Linked DNA regions of Mus musculus: region 1 is linked to region 2. Evidence: chromatin contacts called from public HiChIP or PLAC-seq data. All regions are on one chromosome and are shown on one strand. The core of a region is the stretch at or near the end of the contact, and the rest is flanking DNA. Distances in the headings are between cores, read along the strand shown. Region 1 overlaps 2310015A16Rik (a long non-coding RNA gene). Region 2 has its middle 5.3 kb from the start of Gm30255.

The links. HiChIP or PLAC-seq counts read pairs in DNA pulled down with a chosen protein or histone mark.
Region 1: a contact with region 2 is called in an H3K27ac HiChIP or PLAC-seq map of the HPC-7 cell line, with 6 times the contacts expected there. The contact joins two enhancer-like sites. A contact is called at or near these places in 4 of 484 Hi-C or Micro-C datasets (the HL-1 cell line, the N1E-115 cell line, bone marrow-derived macrophages and 1 more) and 6 of 115 datasets of contacts at active chromatin or transcription factors (DN3 thymocytes, the HPC-7 cell line, embryonic stem cells and 1 more).

Annotation. Positions count from the first base shown.
Region 1 is chr17:31,903,784-31,908,084 of GRCm38.p6, forward strand. 2310015A16Rik (a long non-coding RNA gene) reads right to left here. Exons shown (of 3, transcript XR_876746.3): 3 at 4,094-4,301. Among named protein-coding and RNA genes, the nearest start is that of 2310015A16Rik, 6.5 kb to the right of the region's middle. Within about 2 kb of position 2,583, at least 119 of the 459 cell types and tissues checked have an H3K27ac peak or open chromatin away from gene starts, as enhancers often do. A contact at or near this core is called in the HPC-7 cell line, where this site is marked.
Region 2 is chr17:31,719,146-31,724,026 of GRCm38.p6, forward strand. No RefSeq gene overlaps it. Among named protein-coding and RNA genes, the nearest start is that of Gm30255, 5.3 kb to the right of the region's middle. Within about 2 kb of position 2,551, at least 34 of the 459 cell types and tissues checked have an H3K27ac peak or open chromatin away from gene starts, as enhancers often do. A contact at or near this core is called in the HPC-7 cell line, where this site is marked.

The DNA of each region.
Region 1 (4,301 bases), core at 1,333-3,832, 180 kb after region 2:
GATGAAGGGTCCAGAACCTGGAGCTGGGTTGCCATGCAGCCTCATGATGCCCGATGTCTCTCTGAGGCCACCAAGTCAATAGGAGGAGCCAGGAAGGACAAGAGGCAATCTTCCCTCTCAGCAGGGCTGTAGGGCAAGATTTTTCCAGCCATTTGGACCTGATACGAGGCAGGACAGCAGTATGGAAGCAGTGGCCAAGGCAGGGAGACACAGCAAATCTTTGCAGCTCAGACCCTCAGCCCATGACCGACTTGTCCCCTGCAGGCTACACTGGCTGGCAGCCTCTGCCATCGGCCTATCCCTTTGTGTACCTGCCCAAGTGCTTTCTCACCCAGTGCCTGCCCTTCTGTCCCTTTCTTGGCAGTGACCATGTGGCCCTTAGCAGTGGGTCACCACTTTCCGGAATGTGTTTGTCCATCTTGGTTTCCTGCCCCATGCGGGGTTGTTTTGACTTGCATGGGGCTTTCCGCCTTTGCCCCGGTTATATAAGGAGCTTTATGTAACAACCAGACTCACTGAGCCAGGGAGGGAGGGTATGGTAGGAGAAGCTGGGGCTGGCCCCAGCCACGTCACCTCTCCAGGTGTCGTCTAAAGCCTCCAGTACTTGGCTGCCTTGGTGCCAAGAGGACACACACACACACACACACACACACCCTGTACCATGCTCCAACTCCCTGCCCCGTGTCTATAATATTAGGAGACAAAGATAAATATTGGCCAGGCCAAGAAACAGGACCTCCCCCTCCTCTCTGGATGGCAGTGGCCTCAGGTGCCCCAAAGACTCATGGGTAAAGGGACGGCTGACACAGCTGGAACACAGACAGCACACAATAGTTAGAGTAGTTCCTCTATCCCTGTGTCAGACCTGGGTTAGGGTTCAAGATTATGTACAGCAGATCCCTAGCCTTGGCCCCCAGGAAGGAAGGAAGGAAGGAAGGAAGGAAGGAAGGGAAGAAGGAAGGAAGGAAGGAAGGAAGGAAGGAAGGAAGGAAGAGAAGAAGGAAGGAAGGGAGGGAGGGAGGGAGGGAGGGAGGGAGGGAGGGAGAAAAGAAGGACAGAACAGGACCAGGTTACCCCATCAGAGCCTCAGAGACACTAAGTAGACACACTTCAGGTCTGTTGCCACGTGGAACAGGAGGGAAGCTGGGTCATTTCTCCAATTGTCTGTCAGAAGCTCCAAAGGAATTAACAAGAGGTCCTTAGAGAGCAGAGAGTCCACACTTACGTTCCCAACAGTGAATACCAAGCGACCTGTAGTGCCTGTCCCCAGTTAGGGGACAGAAGCTAGGGCTGGCTGCTCATACCCAAGGCCAGGGTCTAGCCACAAAAGCTCTAGAAACACGGCTGAGTGTCTTAGTCGGGGTTTCTAGTCCTGCACAAACATCATGACCAAGAAGCAAATTGGGGAGGAAATGGTTTATTCAGCTCACACTTCCACATTGCTGTTCATCACCAAAAGAAATCAGGCCTGGAACTCAAGCAGGTCAGGAAGCAGGAGCTGATGCAGAGGCCATGGAGAGATGTTACCTACTGGCTTGCTTCCCCTGGCTTTCACAGCCTGCTCTCTTATAGATACCAGCCCAGGGATGGTATCACCCACAAGGGGCCCTCCCCACATGATCACCAACGTAGAAAATGCCCCACAGCTGGATCTCATGGAGGCACTTCCCCAGCTGGAGCTCCTTTCTCTGTGATAATTCCAGCCTGTGTTGAGCTGACACACAAACCCAGCCAGTACACTGAGGCAGAGTGAGAGGACTAGGCCCAGCTTCCGTGGACTCCTCCCGGTGCGAGCCATTGCTGGTTACAGAGCCACCCCGGAAGAGCATAGAGCGTGCCTGTGGCTCACAGTCTTTGAACATGGATCTCTGAGCACCTGCAGGAGCCAGGCTCTGCAGGGCACAGCGGCTTAGACATCTAGACCTAGGCTTCCAAGTGACCCCCAGGAAAATCCTCTGCTTTTCCTACCCCCATGGCGTTCACAGGCTTGCCTCCATCGTAAGGTCAGGACGTCGGCAAGCACAGCCACAGGACTAGGCCAGCCAACTGTCTCTGTCCCAGGCGGCAGGCTCTGACGTGTTCCTCTGGGTTTGGAGTCAAGGCCTGCCGTGTTTGTTCCCTCTCACCAGGAAGTGAGGGCTTTCCTTCCTGAAGCTTGGGAGGCCACGTTCCTTTTCACTCCCCAAAGAGGAAGCCTTCTCTGTCCTCAGGCCAGATATGTGGAGGGCTGACTTCATGGCCTGAGACGAGTGCACAGGAAGCCGTCTTACCTAAGAAGCCCTGGAGGAAGCCTCCACAGGCCCCACAGGAAGCACAGCCACGTCACCTTCTCCAGCAGGGAGGCCAGTCTCTGCCCAGCTCCATCCCACCTGACCTGCCATCTGCCCAGCCTCCAACCCCTGAGACGTCTCCTTTCTGGCCTCCTCAGGCTCCTGAGCACATTTGTGAGTTTACAAAGATCAGAGGTCGCCGGAGATCAGAACCAGTGCACCCCACTGCCCCGCAGTACCCACTTACATAGTCTCTCAGTGTGATCCCTGGGGCCCCAACACATGGCCTTTGGTCCCAAGTTGGACAGAATCCTAACAGTGATGATCCTGGTGTCAAGGACACTAGGAGCTGGTGGCAGCAGAAGGACCAGGAGGAAGGGACACAGAGGCCAGAACACTAACTGGGAAGGCTACCAGGCATCCTGGGGACAGGCATCCTGTAGGGTGTCACTGGGCTCAGGATAGCAGCCACTGAGGCTACAATGATAACATCTAGACTTAAGGGAGGTGGAGGAACAGTGCGGGTATCCTTACCAGGGACTGTGCCCATGAACCCTGCTCATAGTCTTCTGGAAGGGGACTCCAAATAGCTTGCCATCATGTCCACAGTGGGGTCCATTCTAAAAAGAAGTTGGGGGAGGTGCAGGAGGGAACTGGCATGGGGGACACAGCACATGCTGTGGACAGGTGAGGGCCAAAGTTTTTGTCACCAGAACCCATGTAAAAGCTGGACGTGTGTGATGGCCACCTGTACGTCCCAGCACTGGGGAGGCAGAGACAGGGGGTGACCTAGAGCAAGACAGCTAGCTAGACCAGCTGACTGGCGAACTCTGGGAGAGTTCCTGTCTCACTGTATAGAGTGACTGAAGAAAACTCCATCCCCACACACCTGTGCCCATGTACTGGAACATATGTGCAATGATACATACACAAGTTCCCTCGAAGATCTTAGTGAGAATCTCACGGTTTACCTAAAAGGGTTGCCTTCAGTGGTCACACGGCACTGTGGTAGCATTGAATGGGACATTTGCCACCTGTATCTGGAGGGGTTCTTGATGTCTGCAGGCACTGAAGAGAGGTAAAGCAGCCACGGCTTTCCAGCCACCTGCGATGGGGCTATCCTCTGTTCAGGAATGCTCTAGAGTGTCCCTGCCGGGCTCTCTTGCCCTCATGCCCATAGACAGCCAGGCAAGCTTATCTGCATGGAGCCAAGGACCTGGGCTCGTTGTTGAAAACCATTTTTGCCGTAGCCCCTGCCTCCTGGTCTCGTCCTCCAGAAGATGGCATCTGTACGCCAAGGAGTATGGACAGTGTATACAGCAACCTCGTTCGTTACAGCCTCTCTCAGTACCTGTGATGTCGTTCAGCCCTTGGAGTCAAGAGACATGAACTCTGAGGCCAGATGCCACTCTAAAATAAACATGGATGCCATGGGAGCCTGGGAGACACAAAGGCATCCTCAGCTGCTGGGCCACGAATGTGACAATGTGGGGGTTTTCCCCTTGGCCTCTCATTTCTGGAAGAACTGGGAGAAGTAGACACTATTATACCAACTGGGAACCTCTGGTAAGGAGACCAGCCCTTCTGTCTGTGTCAAGGAGAGCATGGCTGGAGTGACCAGGTAAGGGCAGCTGTGACCAGGTAAGGAGCACAGCACAGGCTGGACACATGAGCCCTTGGGAGGAGGTGTGGTGTCACTTCAGGAACGAGCAGTCTGGAGGGGTCCCCTGGGTCCTCAGCTGCCCTCTCTGGATGCGAATGGACAGAAGTAAGGGGACTGGCACACAGAGAGTCCCAAGACTCACAATGAGCAGCACACAGTGGGCAGTCAAGATGGGTGAGCCTGGGGCTCAGGTTTCTTTATTTGTGATGATGGAAAATTGATTCTCTTTGGAAGTGTCATCAAATGCTACAGAGAAGCTCCCTTGTGTAGGCCAGGACTTATCTTGGGACCCAGAGGAGCCAGCTTGACTCCAGCCCCAAAGCACCCATGACAAAGTGAAGATCTCTGTTGAAGGTCCCCTACCAAAC
Region 2 (4,881 bases), core at 1,301-3,800:
ACCTCTCTGGCTGGTTTTGTGTATCAACTTGACACAAGCTGGAGTTATCACAAAGAAAGGAGTCTCCCTTGAGGAAATGCTTCCATGAGATCCATCTGTAAGGCATTTTCTCAATTAGTGATCAAGGGGAAAGGGTCCACTGTGGGTGGTGCCTTCCCTGGGCTGGTAGTCTTGGTTCTATAAGAAAGCAGACTGAGCAAGCCAGGAGAAGCAAGACAGTAAGAGACATCCCTTCATGGCCTCTGCATCAGCTCCTGTTTTCTGACCTGCTTGAGTTCCAGTCCTGACTTCCTTTGGTGATGAACAGCAGTGTGGAAGTGTAAGCTGAATAAATCCTTTCCTCTCCAACTTGCTTCTTGGTCGTGATGTTTTGCACAGGAATAGAAACCCTGACTAAGACACTCTCCATGAGAAGGGAAGGCTGGAATGCTGGCTGTTGTCATAAGAACAAAATGAAAGTCAATACTAACCGAGAGAAAGTTACACATAGAGAGGCCCCAGTGACTTCTGATCAATCCTAACCTCTTTGCTGTTAAGATTTCTCCCAGGCGAGGGCTCCCTCTCAAGGACTCAACTTTTCAGCTCTGTTTGGCTGGGTACAATGAAGTCCCATTGTTGATCAGAGGGAGGGCAGTCTGCTATTCATTCAGTGTGTTCCTGGTGTCCCTGCACTGCAAGAAGAACAATTTTCACTATAAAAAGAAAATGAAAAGAGAGGGGAGAAAAGAGGGCCATTACACCACAGGGTGAAGTTGGTTGTGCTCAGAATATACAATGGGAAAATGTTCCTTGTGTAGAGAAAAATTGCATCCTTGCCTGGGCACACAAGATATTTGATCAAACCTCATGGGATGAGGCCAGTAGCCTAAGGAGTAAGGCTGTGTGGGGTCTCTCCCCAGTCCCTCTCTGTGTCTCCTACCCAACCCATAGATCAAGCAAGGGGCCAGCCAAGAACAGGGCTAGGCGTATAGAAGGGGGGTGCTATTTCGGATGCATTATTGAAAAGTGAATGTTCATTTTTAATCTTTAAAATTTAATATTAGGACAGAGGCACTTGATCTGTGGGTGGAGACTATACTGTTCTCCTGAGGTCTGTGAGAGCTCAGGTTGGAATTCTGCCTCTGAAGACGCGAGCTTTTCTCTTGGTTCATGTGTCTCTAGCACGTATCTAAGAGCACCCTTGTCCTATGTTACCTATGTTTTCCTAGGCTTTTTATACGGGGGAAGTTACCACAGAGTTAGTTAAACCTGCTTGGCTCTCCTTCAAAAAAGTCCTCCTCTATGGTTGCTTTCTGGATCTTAGTCAGGTGACGGGAAAGTTGGGATGGCAAGTACTGGAGTCACACTGGGCAGTCAGGTAAGGAAGACCTTAGTTTTGGGGGACGGTACCCTCCCATGCCTCCTCAGGCCTGCTGTCAAAATCCAGCCCAGCATGGCCCTTTGTACCTACAGAGTCCAAGTGAGCTCCTAGCCTCCCAGGTAAACTATCAGGGAGCAATGGAGGCTGACTAGCACCTGTGACCTTTACTGTTGCTGGGGTACACTCTTGAGGCACACTGGGTCAGGTCAAGTGGATTGGGGCTGGGGCCACTCAGGCAAATAACTGAAATAGTGTGTCTAGTGCTTTACTGGAATATATATATATATATATATATATATATATATATATATACATACATATATATATACATATATATATATATAAAGCAAACCCGTTTCTAGTTGTGGTGTGGCTCAGCCCCAGGCACAAACCTTTAATCCAAGAGCTTTTTATTTGTTGTAGACAGATTAAATAAAGTTATCCGTAGGTCAAGAGGTGGAGCAAGCAACCAGTTGAGGGAGGGAACATGGGAAAGACCATAGAGAGTAAGAGGAAGTCAGGAGGATGGATAGAGAGACACACAGGAAGAAGAAGGGCAGGACATTGAATTTGAAGGTTTTGGTTTTTGTTGTTGTTTTTTTGTTGTTTTTTTGTTTTTTGTTTGTTTGTTTTTTGACGCCTAGTAGAGAGGGAGAACTTCCTTTTGAGACGTTGGCTAGGGAGGAAGGTCAGCTGTGTGAGCTAGCAGGCTTTCATCCCAACCTCTGGCCTCTGAGCCTTTATTGGTAAAATTGAACGTTTGCAATTTTGTTAAATACAGCCATCTCATTCGTTAGTTGCTTTTATTATCAAAGTGACTTAAGGAAGAAAGGGTTAGTTTAGTCTCATAACTTGAGGATGTAATCCATCATAGCAGGAAGGGGTGGTGAGGGGAGCCGGAGGGACCTGGTCAGACCTCATCCCCAGTCAGGAAGCAGAGAGAGAGGGATGTCTCCTTTATGTGTAGTCTGGGACCCCAGCCCACGGGAGGTACCACCCATGTTTAGGGTGTCATTCCATCTCAGTTAACCCAATATCAAAACACCCTCAAGGATATCCCCTGCGGTTTGGTTCCTGGTGATTCTAGATTGTGCCGAGTTGACAATCTATATTAGCGGTATCTAGCTAGCTCTGTCTCCTGAGTGCCTCTTCCATCTTCACTGGTGGGCTTGTGGGAGCAGGTGTTTCTGTTATTTCTCCTGTGGGCAAAGCCTTCTGGGGGGAAATCAAGTGTTCGCTGCATCTATTCTTATTGTTAGCAGGGGCAGGGACCTGCTGGCCACAGAGAAACCGTTAGACCTCATGACAGGCTGCAGACAAATTGGCACATAGCCCTACAATGTGTAAAGGGATAAAGGCTGTCTTGCTGTGTGGACTGGACTGTTTTAGGGAGTGTAGACCTGCTGGCTAAGAAAGCAAGTAGGGGCGGGGGCTGAAGGGAAAAAACTGCTGACCTGGCTTTCGAAGCTGCCCTGTTCTCTCTTCGACCAACAATGTGAGTTCCGTGGGTGGCTGGAGTTCCAAGCCCCATCCTTCAGTGTCTAGTTGTCATTTTTCTGGAAGGGGCAGCTTGTTGTTGAAGTTGTCACACGTCTGGGCTGCATCTCCATCAAACATGCAGTCCCTCCTGCTGTCTACGTGGACTCTTCTGCCTGGGGCCACTATTCATTTCCAGAGGGTTGCGCTCTTTAACTGCCTTGTTGCGGGAAAGAGTTGAGGAGAGAGTTTGGTTGCAAAGACTGGATTTCTAGTCCTCCTGGGTCGTGCGTCACCTCTCAGGATAGACATGGGTAAAGCTCGATACACTTGTGCTCTAGGTCACTGTGGTGTCTCTGAAGAGCTGCACAGGGTACATGGACAGCATCCTCCCGGGAAGACCAGGTACAGTGGGTAAGCCAGCAATATTCTTCCCTGACTAGGCAAGCGTGCAAGCCAGAGTCTTGTATTCAGTGCCCCAGCTAGAAACACTTGGGTCTCTTCAGGCTATTTTAGTTGGGTTTCCTACAGTCTGCCAGGATGCATGGTTTTATATTAGTAACACTCAGAGGGCCAGAACAAGGCATTCAGGGGCCATGAGTCAGTTCCTCACTCTTGCCTATTCAGTGACTTGTTGACTCTGTGTCACTGCGACTGACATTGTCATGGGTACCTTGGCTTCTTCTTATGGAAGATGGGACGGGAGTACCCTCAACTACTCGAGGGTTGTGGTGAGGACCAAAGTCCCAGAGCACAGAGCACGTCCATCTTCAGAGTGATAAGAACAAGGGACAAGCTGCTCAGGCAGGGTGGGGCCCCCAAGCACACAGTTTTGGAAACGGCCTTACTGGAGGTCAAGGATGTTAGGAGGGCGCTCTGGCTTCCGGTTCCCTGTCATTTCCTGAATGGGCACCTCTGCCTAGAGGCTTCGTAACTACATGTCTGAAACTAGGAGGAGGCACCTGAACACAGGGGCGAACACTCCACAGTTGGGTATTATCTTCTCTGTTAGGTAATGTGTTTTCAGAGCAGGGGAATGCGGTAGGCTGATGGCCCTTAGGCTCTGGCAAGCTGGCTTGAGCCAGCCCTGACAGGCAGGTGTGGAGAAGGCAAGATGGAATCAAGGTTCTCCAAGTGGGCAGGATGGAGATGGAGCTTTCCATCTGCCATGCTTCAGGATGTGGGAACCTGTGTCAAAAAGCTGTAGACTTACATAATGGAACAGAGTACAACATGGTCTTTTATAAAAAACTACATAAACTATGGTAAGTAAATACACTTAAAAATAAAAACATTTTTAAAATATTCTAAAATGTCCACATTACCTCTGCAAAAAAGACAAATGCCTGTGTCATGGTTTGTATATATATGCCTGACCCAGGTAGTGGCACTATTTGGAAGTGTGGCCTTGTTAGAGAGGGTATGACCTTGTTGGAGTGGGCATGGCCCTGTTGGAATAGGTTCATCACTGTGGGTGTGGGCTTTAAGACCCTCATCCTAGCAGCCTAGAAGCCAGTCTTCTCCTAGCAGCCTTCAAATGAAGATGTAGAGCTCTCAGCTCCTCCTGCACCATGCCTGCCTGGATGCTGCCATGCTCCCACCTTGATGATAATGGACTGAACCTCTGAACCTGTAAGCCAGCCCCAATTAAATGTTCTCCTTATAAAAGTTGCCTTGGTCATGGTGTCTGTTCACAGCAGTAAAATCCAAACTAAGACAGCCTGGAAGAGATATTATTGACTCTTTTACATGGCCAAAGACCTTAAAACATAACACAGGTGTATTCCCTTGTTATCCTTGTGTTTGCTTAAGCTAGCTGTAAACTTCATGTTTTGTTATTTTAATAATAAAAATAAAAGTGCTTTGTTTATACTACTCGAGGTCAGAGGTCCAGAGTGGCTTGGCTCCCCACTCAGGCCTGTGGAATACCCTTCGATGCTCAGAAACTTGGTTTTGCTGGCCATCGGGTGAGTAGACATCAGGACACTTGGGTGGGAGAGACAGGGCAGAAAGTGCTATCCCAAGAACCTGGCCAAGAACAGGGT